Regions from separate parts of the Zea mays genome. Here region 1 is linked to region 2. A link is a contact called in public Hi-C data. All regions are on one chromosome and are shown on one strand. The core of a region is the stretch at or near the end of the contact, and the rest is flanking DNA. Distances in the headings are between cores, read along the strand shown.

Region 1 (3,427 bases), core at 267-2,766, 720 kb before region 2:
ACATCATTCAGACATTCAGTAAAGTTAGAGACCAAAAATAATCAGCACAAGTAAGCTTAAACATGTTATTTACCCTTTTTTCTCTGGCAAGATAAACATGGCCAAACTTGCCCCTCCCAAGAGGTTTCCCAACCTCGAAATCAGACAGCACCCACCGCTTCTCCTGGTTCGCATGGGCTGAAGCCTGCAAAGTGAAAACAAAATGCATTGTTATATTTCCATTACACTGCAGCCAAGCTCGCAAGCACTACCACAGTACCCTCTACCATTAGAAGCTTAATCAACCATGAACACAAGAAAATAATTCAAATGCAGCGGAGTTCAGGGACAACCAGACCAGGAACAAAATGAAGAGTTAAAATCCCAAGGAAATGATCTCATAAATCCCATACTACACTCCAGACACAATGTATAACCACCCAAAATGGGACGCACATGGTTTTTCACGCATAGAGGTCTTACCCTAATCATCACTCCACAAAACGATATTGAGAAAATGGACTGCAGCCAAGGTACCAAACTCACAAGCATTAACGCAGTACCCTGAGAAACCATCATTAGAAGCTTAACCAGTCATGAAGCCTCGTTTACTAAGGAGTTGTTTGGGACTGATCGGCTGCATAAATTAGTGGTCAAACACTCCCAACTCCACCCCGTTCCGCTCCTGGAAAAAAACATGGAGTTTACCTCAACTCCAATTTGGTGGAGCAGCAAAAGAGGGGTTCACGAATTCATGTTTCCGCCGTCCTTTGTATTGGTACCAAATTAGCCACCATGCCACTAATTACATGACTACACAACGTACCGGTTCGTTTGTTCTATTCTGTTTTCTTTTGCTCGTTTCCCCGCCCAAGTTCATCCCAAACCTCATCGTCACGGTGGGGCTCGAACGCGGAAGTTACCTTGTAAACCAAACACTACAAACTCCATGGTGAAGCTCTAGTGAAGTACAGGAGTCCCAGACAAAGCAACGATATATTAATGTCACGCAAGAAAATAAGAAACGTATGTTTGACCCTATCGCGTCCACGAGTAGACGAGCTACAGCAGCCACACACGGGGGATACGGGTGGGGGCAGAGACGGAGAACACCCCCCACACCCCCAGATTCGACCAATTTGACCAAGGAACAACTACAATCAAGCACACCAATCGCTCTATTAACCCGGCAAATCCATGGCTACGCACGGAGGCCCCCCAACACCATCCGAGGGCGGATCCGACTAGGGGAGAGAGGGGATAGGGAACAGTAGTATACCCTGTCCTCGCTGCCGCGCGACTCGGTGGCGACCGCCATGGTTAGAGCCTGTAGGAGCGGCGCGGAGGGGGAGGAAGCGTGGGTGGGACGGCCGGACGGGGAGGGGCGAGTCGAGAAGTTTGAAATTGGAGGACGATCTGGGATTGGGATTTCTAAGATTTGGGCGGAGAACGCAACGGTCGAATCCTTGGCAGCTCGCCTCGCCCAGTCGCCCCGCGCCCGCTCGTGGTTTAGCTTGAAAAAAAAAAGAAGAAAGTCCACTCCAGGTCTTGTCTACATGCATATATGACTATTAGACCTGTTTGTTTGGTTGGAATTATAGAACTAAACCACGAGAGAATATTTAGTTATTTGAATGTTTATTTTGAAAACTAAATATAGTCAAATTATAGAACTAAAACTAGTTACTAAAAGGTCTTACATATTATTAAACTTAATTAATCTATAGTGAGCAAATATTTAATGTAACATGTAACATCAATTGAGCAAATCATATACTAGATTAATATGTTCGTCTTATCGTACAGTTCTCTAATTAATTTTTGCAATTAAAATACTAAAATTTAGTCGGGCAAACCAGAAAATGCTATCTAAAACAGCTCTCCTATCACATCCTCAAACTCACCTCCTGTTTAAATTATACTCTGCAAAAAACACTATCTATAATGCAAAATTATGTTTTACATGGCCATATACGTGATCTACTAAAGATAACCTTAGAATAGGTTGATATAGAATTTATTATGTATCAACTCTACCGATACATAACATCGCAACACTAGTAACTTGTTTGGGAACAAAGAGATTGAAAAATCTCTTATTATTCAAAATTGAAAGAAAAAAATGTTACTCACTCAATCCCCCAATCCATTTAGCACAAACATGCCTTAAAAGTACTATACATTATCAAATTTATCGGAGCAAATCTAAGAGACGACTGCATGGTGAGATATTGCCCCGGCCAAGTTTGAATCTTGGCTGTCGCTGCCTGCTTCGGAGCTTCCGCAGACGTATTGTAGTTCCGAGGAAGGGAAAGGGACGAACCGTACCACAGGTCTGTATTTGATAGAGGCGAGTAGGCGACTGCACGGGACAGGACAACACAACACAAGGAAGAGACTGACGTCGGCTGACCGAAACGGATCAGATCATTGGACATTGGGGCTGTGGCAAGGCAACCGCGCAAGCTCTGGCCACCCGTGCAGTACAATCTCTATCCAGAACCGCCTGTCGCGGTGCAGCAAAACGCCCGGTTTTTTTTTTTATTTTAGCCGTTTTCTCAAAAAAATCATGCTTAGCCCTCGATGTCGTTTTTAGATTCTTTTCTTGGCACAATAAACCACGGTGCCGAAGTAACGTGTCTTGACGCCGAATAATATGTCATAGAAGGGTGTGACAGATGACAAAAATCATGGCATATCATTTCACGTCTTGCCTTGGTATGTCGTCGAGATGTGTTACCTCGATATTATTATCTATGACGTCGAGTAAATGGTTCAAAATCGAGGCTTCAAACGTGATATTTTTTAGAAAATACTAAAATAAAAAAGGGCAAAATACATGCTGGTCATGTACTCTTGTTAGTACTGTTAGTACTGCATGAGATAACGCATGCTAGTGTTCCTTGTTGAGAGATCAGAATAGCAAGATTTGCGCGGTACAGAGTATATTTTGGCTGAAAAACCTGAAGCTCTTGGGGCATGTTTGATTCACTGCATAACTTATCATATTTTGTCTAATTTTTCTATCTCATATCTTTAATTTAATAGACTATCACTAGATAAATTATGGTGCAGTTAACCATGACCCAAATCTCTACTACTTATTAAGTAAGCAATAGTAGTCTGACTCTGACTGTTCTGCCGTTGACCGGTTCTGCCACCGACCCGTTCTGCCATCGACGGACAGCCGCGCGCGCGCCGCCAAAAAAATCTGAGCAACACACTAACGCTTTTAGTCTGAGCAACAGACAACACACACTAACGCTTATAAGCCACGTTTCGACGCTCTCCGTAGCCGGTATGGCACTAATAAAAAACCTCATAGCAGCGCCACGGTCACTACACGACGGTTGATCTTTAGCGACCCTTATTAGGTACCAACTGTTGGTTGCTAAAGGTTAGGGACCAACTATCAGTCGCTAAATCCTTTTGTAGCAACGGTCGGTTG
Region 2 (3,563 bases), core at 888-3,387:
GTGCAATTCTGTATGCTTACAACGTTTCAAAGGGTGCATAACAGTATTATATATATATATATATATGTGTGTGTGTAATTTTTATTGGAGTACTAACTTATGACAACGTTTCAAAGGCGGGAGCGCAGCGGTAAAGCTGCTAACTTATGACGCAGATTCTGGGTCGTGAAAATAGGCTCTTGTAGATACACAAAAAATCTGTTTGACAACTAACTTGATGAATACTTGGCGACGAATTCAGCAATATTCTTGTCCGAGCTCCCTCCGTACTGTGCAGCTTCCTTGGCCTTTTTCATCCACACATTGGCATTCATCCTGTACTCATCTTTTCTATCCCCATCCATGACATCCTTGATGCACCTCGCCACCTCGTCTCTCGTCACCAAGCCTTTCTCATCCTTGCGCACCTTGACACCCAAGCCCCACACGCTCTCCATGTATTTCGATATGGTCGGCTGGTCAGCCCAGTGTGGTACTGCCACCATTGGCACGCCATTAACAATCGCTTCTAGTGTCGAGTTCCATCCACAGTGCGTGAAGAAACAGCCTGCATGTTTGAAATACGCAACTAAATTTCACATTCCTTGCCAGTTTGTCTCATTTTTCCTCATATATATATATATATATATATATAAGCTATATTTGGATACTCTAGTATTTAGTACAATGTATATAAGTTAAGGTAGATTAAGGTGTAAATTAGTTTAATTTACACCCGAAACCCCCTCAACCAATATGTGCTGAGATGAATACTATAGCATCCAAACAAGCCCGTAAGAGTAAGAGAATAACCATTTCCCATATATTACCTGTAGCTTTATGTGCAAGAACTTCGAGCTGTGGGCACCAAGAGACAACAAGGCCGCGCTCCTTGCACTTGTCGCGAAGCTCATCCGACAGCTTGTGTTCTTCATTCGACCTCACAACCCAAATGAATGGTTTGCCAGAACTGTACAGCCCGTTGCCAAGCTCTTCTAGCTGATTTTCGTCGTAATCTGAAACAGTTCCATAGGATACGAGAACTACAGAACGCGGACGCTGCTTGTCAAGCCAAGGCAGACATGAGTCGCTGCTGCTGAAGAGGTTGAATCCGTAGGCCTTGTTCAACGGAAAGCGGTCATCATCAAGGTAAAATGATGGCAACGTTGGGCCTATTGTCTTCGCGCGCCATGTTAGGGACATATAATCTGCCTCCTGCTCAGTTAATTAGCAACGCAAAAATGTGTCAAAAAAAGAAAATCAATCTTGTGATGGCGAAGTGGAATCAAAGGAAACAACAGAGCAATCATGGACTTGCTTGCTTCAGCAGCGAAAATTCACTTGAGCAAAACAGCAAACAGGTGCCGTGCCGGCCGTGGTGACGCGCGGTACGGTAACCTCTCTCACCGTGGGTTCGATGTCGCGGAATGAGTTGACGAGCACGTCGTCGGCGTCCTCCAGCCCCTCGAACTGCCGCACCGTCGCCCGAAGGAACACGGGGCACCAGTCTGGCCTGGCCGCGAACGGCGGCACGTCGTCGGGCCCGAGGTCGACACCCAGCAGCCCGCGCGCGAACAGCTCCTTCCCGTCCACCACGGGCAGCGGCAGCCGCCCCGCCCACACCTCCCCGTAGATGACGTCAACGGAGCACGGCTGCGACAGGAACGCCACCGCCGGCACCCCGGCCGCCTGCGCCACCCAGCGCGCCCACGGCAGGTGCGGGTCGTAAACCACCACGCGCACGGGCCGGCCCTCGGCGGCCTCCGTCCGGATCAGCTCCGCCAGCGTCTCCGAACCCACGGCCTCGAGCTGGCGATAGTACTCAGCGATGTCGGGGCACGCGGCCGCGCCGCCGCCGTCGAAGCCGTCGGAAATGGCTGCCACCCTGAAGGGCTCCCCTGGGGGCGGCGTGGTGGAGAGTACGTACCGGGAGGTGACGAGCGTGGGGCGGAAGCCGTGGTAGGCGAGGCGGCGGCCAAACTGGAGCAGCGGGTTCGTGTGGCCCTGCGCGCCAGGGTACGGCAGGAGCAGCACGTGTGCGCCGCCGCCGCCCCCGGGGCCGCTGGCAGCAGAGGAGGAGGAAGACGAGGTGGCGCTCGTGCTTGTGCTCCCCATGGTTTGTTGTCTTCAGCTTTGAGTTCGCACTTCGTAGTGATCAGAGCCTGGGCCCTGGAGTAAATAAATAAGGCGTTCCTTTGCTGTGGGTGGAGGCACAGCGGCGTGGCGCGCAAGTTTTCTCGTTCGTTGGAACTTGGAAAGTCGAAGTCGGAGTTGACCATTGACTGGTGTCGTAGCACGTTTTTTTTGGTTGTTGATGGAGTTGTCTGTCCAGCCTTTTCTTTCTTTCTTTCCTGGCTCCAAGCCAACAAAAATACGCTTTTCTTTTCGGAATTGCTAGCGTGGTTCCTGTCATCTTCGACTTTTAGTTGTCTTGTACCTCCGGAATTGCTAGCGTGGTTCCTGTCATCTTCCGCTTTTTCTTTCGGATTTGCCACAAAGACCACCTGACATAGCGACGCAAAATTTTTCTAAAACTTAAATTGTTTGAACTGCAATCTCTATGCTACTAATCTCGTTACCAAATAAATGGAATCTGTCTATGCCTTGTGCAGTCATGATTTGATTGTGGTCACTCCTCAAATATGTTATCTTTTTTATATCTGTGATGTTGTGCCATTATAGATTGCATCTGTCTATGCTAATTTTTTTTAGATAACGAAAACATAGTTCGAACTTGGTCTCAAACGAGGTTATGACCAATTATTACAACCGAAGGCAGCATATTGTCTTGACCCATCACACGATCTCATCAAAAACACCCAATACTAAATCAAAGCTACTACAAAGTTAAACGCAACAAAGATCTCCATCCGAAAATTGTGGAAATGTAGTAGCACCATCTCCACATTACGACATGAAGACTTTTATTAACTTTTGGTCCTCCCTTTTAGGCTAAAGCTAGGTCTAGAAGCAGGCACCAATAAGTTGTCCTAAAGATTACCTGCAAACAAGATTTAGGAGACCATTTATTGAAAACCACATCATTCCTGCTTCACCAAGTAGCCCAACGAAGTGCAAATGCAACAATTAATAGTTAGTGGCATGATCTTACCAGCAGCCCCCTCGCCCAGACCCCAAACAATTCATTAGCATCCCGAGGAGGTCTCGACCCCGTATTTATCTGTAACAAACGCCATATGAAAGACGCATATGAGCACCTGAAAAACAGATGTTTTATTGTCTCCAGTCTGCTACAAAAGCAATAGGTCTTATTATCATTCCAATTCCTGATAGCCAAGTTATCCTTTGTAAAAGTTACACCTCTTTTGATGTACCACATAAAACTTTTATTTTCAAAGGTATCTTAAGTTTCCAAAGTTCCTTGTTATCCACTTCCACCCCACTGCTGAGAGTTCCTAAACAGTAAACAACCCATTAGTAGTCAAGTTCCATCTAAACGGGTCCCTATTAATATCCAAATTAGTATGTGCCACCAGTGTCACTAGTTGAAACAACTGGACTCTCAACTGGTGTACCAAACCCCTACGAAAGGATATGTTTAAGGACACTGTTACGTTCTTCCT

The links. A called contact is a pair of places that touch in the nucleus more often than the background predicts.
Region 1: a Hi-C map of tassel shows a contact between it and region 2, with 4 times the contacts expected there. The contact joins the promoter of LOC100282408 here to the promoter of LOC100274322 in region 2. A contact is called at or near these places in 2 of 25 Hi-C or Micro-C datasets (ear and tassel).

The regions. Positions count from the first base shown.
Region 1 is chr8:21,298,980-21,302,406 of Zm-B73-REFERENCE-NAM-5.0, reverse strand. LOC100282408 (serine/threonine-protein kinase Eg2-like) reads right to left here and starts at 1,516. Exons shown (of 9, transcript NM_001155319.2): 1 at 1,259-1,516; 2 at 74-184. The coding sequence starts at 1,297.
Region 2 is chr8:20,577,777-20,581,339 of Zm-B73-REFERENCE-NAM-5.0, reverse strand. LOC100274322 (UDP-glycosyltransferase 74B1) reads right to left here and starts at 2,137. Exons shown (of 3, transcript NM_001360567.1): 1 at 1,387-2,137; 2 at 810-1,194; 3 at 1-547. The coding sequence starts at 2,094. The coding sequence ends at 210.